Linked DNA regions of Patagioenas fasciata: region 1 is linked to region 2. Evidence: chromatin contacts called from public Hi-C data. All regions are on one chromosome and are shown on one strand. The core of a region is the stretch at or near the end of the contact, and the rest is flanking DNA. Distances in the headings are between cores, read along the strand shown. Region 1 holds the start of ABTB1 (ankyrin repeat and BTB domain containing 1). Region 2 holds the start of SEC61A1 (SEC61 translocon subunit alpha 1).

Region 1 (5,007 bases), core at 1,725-4,224, 150 kb before region 2:
TTAAATGCAAGTTGTTGTTATGATACAGTGAGTAAATTAAAGCATGGAGTTAAAATTTGAGTTTATATAGCACTTAGCATAACGGGGCCTGGCATGGCTGTGGCCTTTAGGCAGTTTCACTGTGTAAATGTTTCTAATTCCAATAATCCTCATCAAATACGTTTTTAATGCCCAGTGGCTATTAAAAATATAATGCCACCCATCAGATGTGAATCAGTTCACCCACAAAACACTCCATTGTACTTCATTGCTGGGAGCTGCTTTGCTGCCCCATTTTCTCTCCACTTCACTAATTTAGAGAAACACCAAGGTGCTGGTAGGGCAACGCTTCTGCCTGGGCTCAGCACCTCCTGATCTAGCGTGGAGTCTTCGAACTTTAGAGAAACCAAGGGGGCTGCGCAGGCTTATTAATAAGCTAACGAGTTCTCTGATTTACTCTTCTGGCTTCCTATGGCCTGAAAGCTTTCCAGAGACTGTGGAGCTCCCTTGTACGTCTGGAGCATCCAGGCGATATCGACTGTGTCTAAGGGTGGCCGTCATGAGGCTGAGAAGGATTTTCTGCTGTCTCTGACAGGGTGCACCTGGCTGTTTGATCTCGGTTTAGCTCCAGGAATCTACTGGTTAATAGCATTTCATTGTAGTCTGGTGAAACTTTTAATACCTTTACCGTTTGTTTTTTCTCTGTATCATTTGTTTTTTGCACTAGGCTGATCTTGTTAAGTCGATTGCACTGTTGTCCCTCTCCCACCAGCCTTGCAGAGATGGGTTGGTCCAGGGACCTGTGGGCTGGGAGAGCTGTGGAGAGGCTGCTGAGAGCCCGTTTCACTCTCTTGTTCAGTGCTTGAGCTTCCAGCTCTGCAGAGGGAGGATTTGAAGAGGAACAGAAACTTTTGTTGTATGGTTTGTAACGGGAAGCTTTTCTATCACCTTAATGTAGTTAAACTTCTTTTTAACAAAAAACTGTCCAAGCTGTTCTTCGCGGAGCGGTGTGCCAGGCGGCGGAGCAGATACAGGACACAAAGTGGTTCCTGGAAAACTTTTTCCACCTCTTAGGACTTCACTGTAATTCCATCTGCCAAACGTTTGATTGCACTGACACCTGGTGGCTGCTGGGAGTTGGAGACAAAAAATGAAGAAAAAAGGACTTTTTTATCCCTCCCACTCAGCTCTGGGTTTCCTGTGCACTGCTTGGGAATGTCACCTGCTTTATTCATGGGGGCTGCTGGACTTGCCTGTGAGCAGAGGGCATGTCAGGGATGGTTTGTGCGAGGACATCCCCATCTGCAATGCAATGAGACGGGACGTTCCCTGGAGTCACTGCTCCAGAGGCCCTGGGTAGCAACACAAGGTCTCAGCTCCATCTATTTTCTCCTCCACCTCCTCTCCCTTTCCTCCCAGGTAGCACGGACAGAAAGCAGAGGCTCTGGTTTGAAATTGAGGTGGTTCTTCAGAGAGAGCATCAGGCGCAAGGAGCTCCGTGCCCCAGGGAACGTGGCGATGGTGTGGCCGAGATCAGAGGGGCTCTCAGTCTCTGCAGGATGGTGGCCAGATGTGATCTGAGATGTCCAATCTGCAAATGACTCCTGGATGTCTAGAACAGCATCTGTAACACAGAGTCCAACACATGCTTAGGACTTTGCAACCTGCAGACAGCCTCGTGGTGTGTGAGGTGTAAAGAAAGGACGAGAAGTGACCTGGTAACCGCTGTGGAGTATGGTGTGCTGGTTGAGAATACAGTTCGAGATCCCACCTCAAGGATCCCACCAGGCAAAGGAGGCAGTGTCAAACGGAGGTACTTTTTTGTATGGATTACTGCAGTATGCCCCGGGAGCATCGCAGCAGGATCCCACTGCAGCCAGTGCTGTTGGCAGCTTGTCTGTTCCCGTCCGCCTTTGGAGGAGCACATCTGTCCTTCACAGAGGGCTTGGGGCAGCTCGAACAGGCAGAGATGACAACCACCTTCATCCGTGCTGGCTCGCTAGAGCCTCACGGGCTCGTCTCGGCTGCCAGCCGTTCTTGTCACCACTCTTGTTCCTGCTGGACCTGAACTGGCTGCGGCTCGGCGCTGCTGCCCCAGAACACTTGGAAACACTTGTGTCTGGCCCTGGAAGCGACAGGGTTGTGGTTTTGTTTTCTTTGCAATAAAACGCACCTCCTGGGTGTCTCAACACTGACCCGAGCAGAGTCCTTTGCCTGGTTGCATCTGAATTCATGTCCGCCGTGTTGGCCGGGTCCCCACGACGGGGTGGTGGGATCAGCCTTACCCCTTTAATTCTCCCTTTGCAGGTTGCTGCAGAACCCTTGAGCTGTGCCAGCTGTGAGAAACTGGTTCTTCATGAGGTGACAGTCCCGGTCCCGTGGGGCGACAGTCCTGGTCCCGTGGGGTGACAGTCCTGATCCCATGGGGTGACAGTCCCAGTCCCGTGGGGTGACAGTCCCGGTCCCGTGGGGTGACAGTCCCGATCCCGTGGGGTGACAGTCCTGGTCCCGTGGGGTGACAGTCCTGGTCCTGTGGGGTAACAGTCCTGGTCCTGTGGGGTGTCCCCTGCCTCATCCTGGCAGAACCAGCCTGGGACCCCTGTTCCTTGTTAGGGGGGCTGAGCGTGAGCCTCTGTTCCCGAGCAGTTTACACCCCTGTGCCATGTGTGTCCCAGCACCGGTGTCCCCAACCAGCGCCCACCATCCCACCCCTGCTCCAGCGCTGGACCCCAGCCAACTGGACATGGTTCAGAGCCCATCCATGTGCTCCAGCCCCTCCCATCCAAATTCCCGACCAGAACCCCCCCCAGGTGTGTTCCAGAGCAGCCCCCATATGCCCGTTCCAGAAGACCCCGTGTCACCCCTTGCACCCACCCCGTTCCACGCGTGTCCGACGGTTTCGGGCGGCAGTTGCTCCTCCGGGCCGCGCGGGGGCGCTGCGCGGCGCGCCGCTAGGCCAGGCCGGCCGGGGGGGCGCTCCGCCCCGCCGCGGTGTTTACATCCGCCGCCGCTTCCGTCCCGCCGCCGCTGCCCCTGCGGCCGCTCCCGGCCCGGTCCCCTGCGGCTGCTCCTCCGTTCTTCGCGTCAATGCGGCGCCGCCGCCCCGCGGCCTGCCCCGGCCATGGACACCAGCGACCTCTTCACCAGCTGCAAAAAAGGGGACGTGAGCCGCGTCCGGTGAGCCGAGCGGCGGGTGGGTGGTTCCCGGTGTCCCCCCCCGAGTGAGCCACTGCCTTTAATCGCTTTAGCCGCCCGGGGGAGCAGGGCCGGGCCCGGCGGGGGCAGCCCGGCCTTGCCCAGTCGCTTCACGGTCCTGTGGCCACCCCGGGGCCGGGTTCCCAGAGGCCCTTCCCGGCCTTTCCCGGCGGCCCAACCCGCGGCCTCTCGCAGCTCTCGGGGCAGCCGCGGTGCCAGGGGATCACTGCAGTGTGAAAAGGAGAGTTGCTTTATAAATAAACGCGCCTGGCTTTTCCCCCCAAGGAATCTCGGGAGCTCTCAGCGCAGGACAGACATGGAGCTGTTGGAGAGGGGCCAGAGGAGCTGCGGAAATGATCCGAGGCTCGAACAGCTCTGCTGGGAGGACAGGCTGAGAGAGCTGGGGTGTTCAGCTGGAGAAGAGAAGCTCCGGGGAGGCCTTACTGCGCCTTTCAGTTCTGAGTTGTCTGGGATTTTGAATGTGGTCAGAGGAACATGAAGTTTGAGATGGGAAAGCTGGAGGGAGCAAAAGGGGGGATTGATGTGGTGCGTGAAAAAAGGAAACCAACTTGAGAATCTTTGTGAAGGCTGAGAGGGACTTTTAAACGTGGTTAGGAGAGATGGTTTTGCAGTATTTGGGGAGAGAATGTAGCAAGAGCCAGGCTGTGCAGGGGATTTGTGTGCAAGGCGAAGGCCGCCTTCTCCAGGTGCTAAAGAGGGAGTGTTGGCAGCACTTGATGTAGCCTAAGTGTGCAGGATGTGCAGGATAAGGAAGTGGTAGGAATTAAGAGCAATCTGGAATGACACTGGCATCGTTACTTGTGGCAAGAAAAGCCATGAGCAGGAGGGGAGTCCAGCCTTGGCCTTGTAAACTTGGCCACTTATTTGTGAGCAGCCAGGCTGTGAGCATTGCTGGAGAATGTGAAGGTGCTGGTGAAGTGTTCTGGCTGTTTCTGTGATTGCTGCCCTGTTAGGGATCAGCAGGAGGTAGGTTTGATCCACTGCTTTCCCCATGAGCACTATTTAAAACTGAAGGGAGCTACCAAGCTGTGCTGCAGAACTGCAGAACGCTGTTCTTTGGGCAGAGGGTTTGGCTGATGCCCCTTCAGCCATAGCCGACAGCTCCCTGAGTCAAATGCAAGATCCTGTCATACCTTTGGAAGTTACTGTATAAACTCAAAGTTATTGTTTTGAAAGAGGAGGATGTGAGTGTTCTGGTTTTGCACAGGATAGTTTTCTTCCTGGTAGCTGGTATGGGGCCGTGCTTTGGATTTGCACTGGAATTGGTGTGGATAATGCAGGGATGTTTTCCTTACTGCTGAGCAGCACTTACGCAGAGTCAGGGCCGTTTCAGCTCCTCGCACCACCCCACCAGCCAGGAGGCTGGAGGTGCACGAAACATTGGGAGGGGGCACAACTGGCCCAAGGGATGTTCCACACACTCATGCTCAGTCTAAAAGCTGGGGGAAGGAGGTGGAAGGGGGGGATGTTTGGAGTGATGGTGTTTGTCTTTCCAAGTAACCATCATGTGTGATCGAGCCCTGCTTGATGGAGATGGCTGAGCGTCTGCCTGTCGGTGGGAAGTGGTGAATTAATCCCTCATTTTGCTTTGTTTGCGTGTGCGGCTTCTGCTTTACCCATTACACTGCCTTTATCTCAACCCGCAAGTTTTCTCACTTTGACTCTGATTCTCTCCCCCATCCCACTGGGGGAAGTGAGTGAGTGGCTGCGTTAGTGGTTGGAGTTGAACCACTACAGTGACTGAGCAGCTGTATGAAGTTATAACTTTGCACTCCCTTTTCTTCCAGATACCTTCTTGAACAGCGAGACGTG
Region 2 (5,236 bases), core at 1,683-4,182:
TATGTGAATGAGCCCATTATCAGAACTATATGCATCTTGTTACTGGCCTATAGGCACTTTGGGGAACTTGGCATCAATATTTCCAAGACAAGCACTTTTTTCCTTCGTGTTCCCCACACTGTTGCTTGGGGCTTTTTTTTCTCTAAACAATGGTTCCAGGTCAATTGTTTGATGATTAAAAACCAGATCATACAAATGAGAGCTACTTCTTAATCCCTAGAAATATGAACATGTTTGGGTCAGGTAGATCTATTATAGTTTTCTACATAATCCAGTTAGATAAGACACAGTAAAACAACCAGGGCATGAAAAATAACCATTGGGGGAGGTGTTTACATTAAAAAAATATGTTGGAAACTTAAAAAACCTTAGGCAGGGCAGCGAGAGAACACGTGGGAAGCATTAGAAGTTAAAGAGAGACCTCTTCATTCTCGCATATGTTTCAACCACCCATTTTGCACATACTGACAGTGGCAAGTATCTGCCTGGCCTTGTTTGCCGATCAGTGTAATTTTACCATAACTGGCCATAATTTGGTCCCCTCGTGGCACATTTTAACAAATAGAAGGTGGCCTTATTGCAGAGCTTTTTTGCTGTCATTGCAAAACTACATGTTGCATTTTTGTTTCTACTTTAAATATTGAGGCTTCACTTGAAATGCTGGTTCTCTTTAAGTTTAGTTGTTGTTCTTTGATAAGATTCAGGGTTTATCCACTGGCTTTTTGTGTTACACAAAGTGTGTGTTATATAGGAGGTCTGACTTATCAGAACCAGAAATCAGGACCCTGGTTATTGAGAAAGCGCTGCTGTAATACTGCCAGCTACGAGCATGGCTGATTAAAGTTCCAGTATTATAAAGTGTTTTAGTTACCTTATTAAATATTGCCATAAATACACAGAATAAAGTGATGTTCTGGGAGCGCCTGGGTGAACAAGTTGGAGAAATAGGGGTGTGAGTCATAACAGGAGTTCGGGATTCAAAACATTTCATGCAAAGCAGTACAGAAATGTTCAGTTAACCTCTTATGTCCGGATAGTGATGTTGGAAATTCTTTTGTGCATTGCAATATTGGACTTACGCTTACTTCTTTTGATGTATCTAGGGCAATTCTACTTCATCAGTGGTTTGGGTGTCTCATTTTAGAATTGTTTTACAAATACTCACAGTTGTGATCTTCAGGGACGGACAAAATTTTGCATTTCTTACCCAACTGAACTTAGGAGAGATGAATTTTGTGCCTTATAGAAACTGCAGGTTTCATCTTTTAGAATGTCTTTTTTCAACTGGGAATCAGCTGAGCTAGAAGAAATGTAGATTTTTAAATGCCCCTTCTACGCAGGAAACTTCATGGGCTAGGAAAAAATAATTAAGTCACTTATTTATTTGTTTCAGTTGCATAGAAAGACCTTTTCACATGGCATCTCCCATTGCAGGACTGTGGAGAGTGTCTGTATCACACTCTGCACACGGACTTCTGGTCCTGAATGGGACGGACGCACCATAACTATTAAATAGTGACAGTGACAAAACTTGCCTCCACAGTTGCGGGCATTTCATGCAGGCAGAAGAAGCAAAGCTGCCCTTCTTTACCGCTCGTGGTTAGACAGGCAGAGGTTGTACCGCAAAAGTCTTGACTGCGCACGAACGTGCGGTTACACAGAGCAGAGCACAAAGCCCCGGTGCTTTTACAGGATCCTACAAATATGAACCAGCCCTGCTTTGTAAGGCGAACGTTCGTGTGCATACGTATACGAGTGTATATATAGACACATGTGTATTATACGCATGTACAAATAGATCTGTAGTGCCCTCTAGCGATCCCAGCTCACAGATGCTACGAGACCTGGTGGAACATCAGCCAGAGCGCCTCCTTTTTCCTTCGTAAAAAGAAACATCAAATCAACGCTGCGACACAGTATGTTGGTTGGAAAGCAGTTGCTTTATATCTAATTAGAAATGGGCGAGTTAAAAGCGGTTTTGTTACGCTGGATGGTTAAAATGAAGCTGCTCTGGACAAGTAAACCATCATCAGACCCATTGTAGATGTCTTCAGTAACTCTTTGAGGAGACACAGGGTTCCAGAAGCCTGGAGAAGGGCAAATATGCTGTCCACCAATTAAAAACCAACCAAACAAACCCAAAACCAAAACAAAACCAACAGGAAGATGAATAGGAATTAGGATTGGTCTTTTAAAGCTAATCTCAGGAAAGCAGGAATCAAACAATCAAACAACGCATACCTAAGTACCTAGAAAATAACAGGGAGTTTTGTGAAGCCATTACGGGTTTCATAGAGACAAAGGCTGACTAATTGTTTCGCATTAACACTTTTATTTGCTTTTCTCTAACTGCCGTTTATCTCTACTTTACAGAGCAGTGCTAAGTCCGTCTATAAAGGCCAGGAAAAAAAACAACACTAAGTGAACGTGAGCACTTTTGACTTTTTGGCGCTCCTAGGTGATTACAGAGACACACGGCACAATGTTTCCCATTTTCACTGATATTTCATGTTTTATGTGTGTTAAACCAGCCTCAGGCTCTGCACCACCCGCTGCTGTGGGTGCAGGCGGCTTCTTACTGCAGAGAAAGGCCTAAAACATCCCTCTAGAAAAACACTGAAGCAGAAAACACATTTTAAGTGTTAATTGATGTATTTATCTCACATGAACTTTTAAACCACCGTCACGATTCCTGGTAACACCTGAATGAGATGGCGGCCGGGGGGGGGTCAAAACTACAACTCCCAGCAAGCCGCGCGTCATCTCGTCATCTGATTGGTTGTGTAGGCTGCGGAGAGCCAATCAGCATCAGGAGGCGCTCCGTGGGGTGTGGGTCTCTCTGGCCGCTGTGCATGGTGGGAGTTGTAGTCGCAGGGCGCAGGGCGGCCGTTGCTGGGGTACGGCGCCTGCGCAGTGGCTGCGCCCGGCGAGCGCGGCGCGTGGCAGGAAGCGGAAGGGGGCGGCCGGGCTCGAGCCCTGACGTGTCTCTCCGAGGCCGCCGATCTCTCCGCGCTCCCGTCCGGCGGCCGCCATGGGCAGTGAGTACCGGGGACCGGGGGACAGGGGGCTACGCGGGCTGCGGGACGGCGGGGCCACCGGCTGCCCTTTCACAGGCACCTGGGGACGGGCCCTCCCTGTCTTCCCGATCCCCCCGCCGCCTCCAGGCCCCTCTGAGGGGCCGCTGCCCTCGCCCGCCCGATCTGGGCCCAGGCCTCTCCGCGCCCAGTCCTGTGGGGGTTTCCCCTCCTCTGATTTGGAGACTCCCTCTGGATTTTTTTTATTTTCCCCCTTTTGCAGTGAAATCACACAATCACAGAATGTCAGGGGTTGGAAGGGACCTGGAAAGCTCATCCAGTGCAATCCCCCCATGGAGCAGGAACACCCAGCTGAGGTTCCACAGGAAGGTGTCCAGGCGGGTTTGAATGTCTGCAGAGAAGGAGACTCCACAACCTCCCTGGGCAGCCTGGACCAGGCTCTGGCACCCTCACCATGAAGAAGTTTCTTCTCAAATTTAAGTGGAACCTCCTGTGTTCCAGTTTGAACCCATTACCCCTTGTCCTACCATTGGTTGTCACTGAGAAGAGCCTGGCTCCATCATCGTGACACTCACCCTTTCCATGTTGATCCCCATGAATGAGGTCACCCCTCAGTCTCCCCCAGCTCCCTCAGCCTTTCCTCACACGGGAGATGCTCCACTCCCTTCAGCATCTTGGTGGCTGCGCTGGACTCTCTCCAGCAGTTCCCTGTACTTCTGGAACTAAGGGGCCACAACTGCACACAATATTTCAGATGCGGTCTCACCAGGGCAGCTTAAATGCCCATTCCCTGGTTATGGCAGGTGTTCTAGGGCAGGATCAACCATCCCAGGCAGCGGGTACTGGGGCAGGGAGGGCCAGGTTGTCCCGTTGGTGACCGGTCGTAATGCTGTAAGCCAAAACCTCAATGACAGTGTCAATAGTAAACTATAAAGGGGGATCTGCAGTCCAGAAGGAATTCAGGTGGATGGATCTCCAGGGTCTGCTACCTTGAGGAAGAGGTGCTTGAAAAGCGTTTTAGTCAATCTCTGTATCGTGGTAGATGTAGAAGAGAACCACAATTTAAGTTTAAAACCACAGTCCAGTGTAACGTTTCAGGCAGTTAATTGATTGAAATTAAGTAAATAATTTTTATGAGTGGGTCTGAAAGCCTTAGGAAGTTGACAATGAAGTGGGTGCTCTCAACAGGGAAGTGCAAAGCCACCAGTAGTTTCAGTTCTTCTGCATCTTTGCACACTTTTTAATTCAAATCAGTCCCAAATATGTATACAGCCTTAGGTTGCGCTCAAGGAGTTTAACATTAATTCTTTTCCAAATCAGATCTGTGCTCATAGGAGAATGTGTGACTAAAGTATGTGCTCAAATTCAGTTTTCCTTGAGCTTTTCTCCGTGTTCTTTGTATCCGTGTGTTCACTTTGTCTTTTAACTCATTTCCTTACAGTAAAATTTCTTGAAGTAATCAAGCCCTTCTGTGTTATCTTGCCTGAAATCCAAAAGCCAGAACGGAAGGTAAGTTAATAAACTCTTCCTAATTCTGTATTTGTGTAATATAGAATGTTTACAGCTTAGTTTGCATTTGTGGGGTTTTCTTTTATTTTTCTTCTTGGGTGAATGGCAGCTTTAGGCACAATTGTTTTCAGTGCAGTGCTTGTCTAGTACATCCTGTCCTGTGAAGATGCTTATACAGAATATATTTGCTGATAAATGCAGTTGTGCAGATGTGGTTATGCCATAGCAGTGAGTGGTGAGACACTGAAAGAAGTTCAAAATAGCAACTTGAAAATCTTTGCTTCTTAAATTCCAATCTGAGATTATTTGCTAAAATAAGCTTCTCTGTATTTTTATTTATTTCTCACTAGAAGGTCTTTTTTTATGAAAACATAAGAGTTATTTCTGTGAAGTGCTAGAATTACCTACCATTGGCATAAGTTTATTTATTTGGATTAACATTTCAATAAAGCTTATTTTCCTTGGCCTTACATAGTATAAAAAGGATGAAGAGTGACTTATTTTCTTTAGGATATCCTGTACTTGATCCCTTCACAAGAAAATAACGTGAGCTGTAGCTACTATGGAAGTTTGCCTGATTGACTAGATCTTGTTATCTTGACAGCTTTACTGTCTTTGGTTGTTGTTGATTTTTTAAAATTTTTCCTTTAGATTCAGTTTAAGGAGAAGGTGCTATGGACAGCTATCACACT

What was found. A called contact is a pair of places that touch in the nucleus more often than the background predicts.
Region 1: a Hi-C map of blood shows a contact between it and region 2, with 2.3 times the contacts expected there. The contact joins the promoter of ABTB1 here to the promoter of SEC61A1 in region 2. A contact is called at or near these places in 2 of 2 Hi-C or Micro-C datasets (blood and liver).

What each region holds. Positions count from the first base shown.
Region 1 is chr10:2,901,439-2,906,445 of bPatFas1.hap1, reverse strand. ABTB1 (ankyrin repeat and BTB domain containing 1) reads left to right here and starts at 2,974. Exons shown (of 12, transcript XM_065845559.2): 1 at 2,974-3,156; 2 at 4,983-5,007. The coding sequence starts at 3,101. PODXL2 (podocalyxin like 2) reads left to right here. Exons shown (of 8, transcript XM_065845490.2): 8 at 1-2,174.
Region 2 is chr10:2,752,899-2,758,134 of bPatFas1.hap1, reverse strand. It overlaps SEC61A1 (SEC61 translocon subunit alpha 1), which reads left to right and starts at 2,932. Exons shown (of 12, transcript XM_065845511.2): 1 at 2,932-3,038; 2 at 4,477-4,544; 3 at 5,196-5,236. The coding sequence starts at 3,032.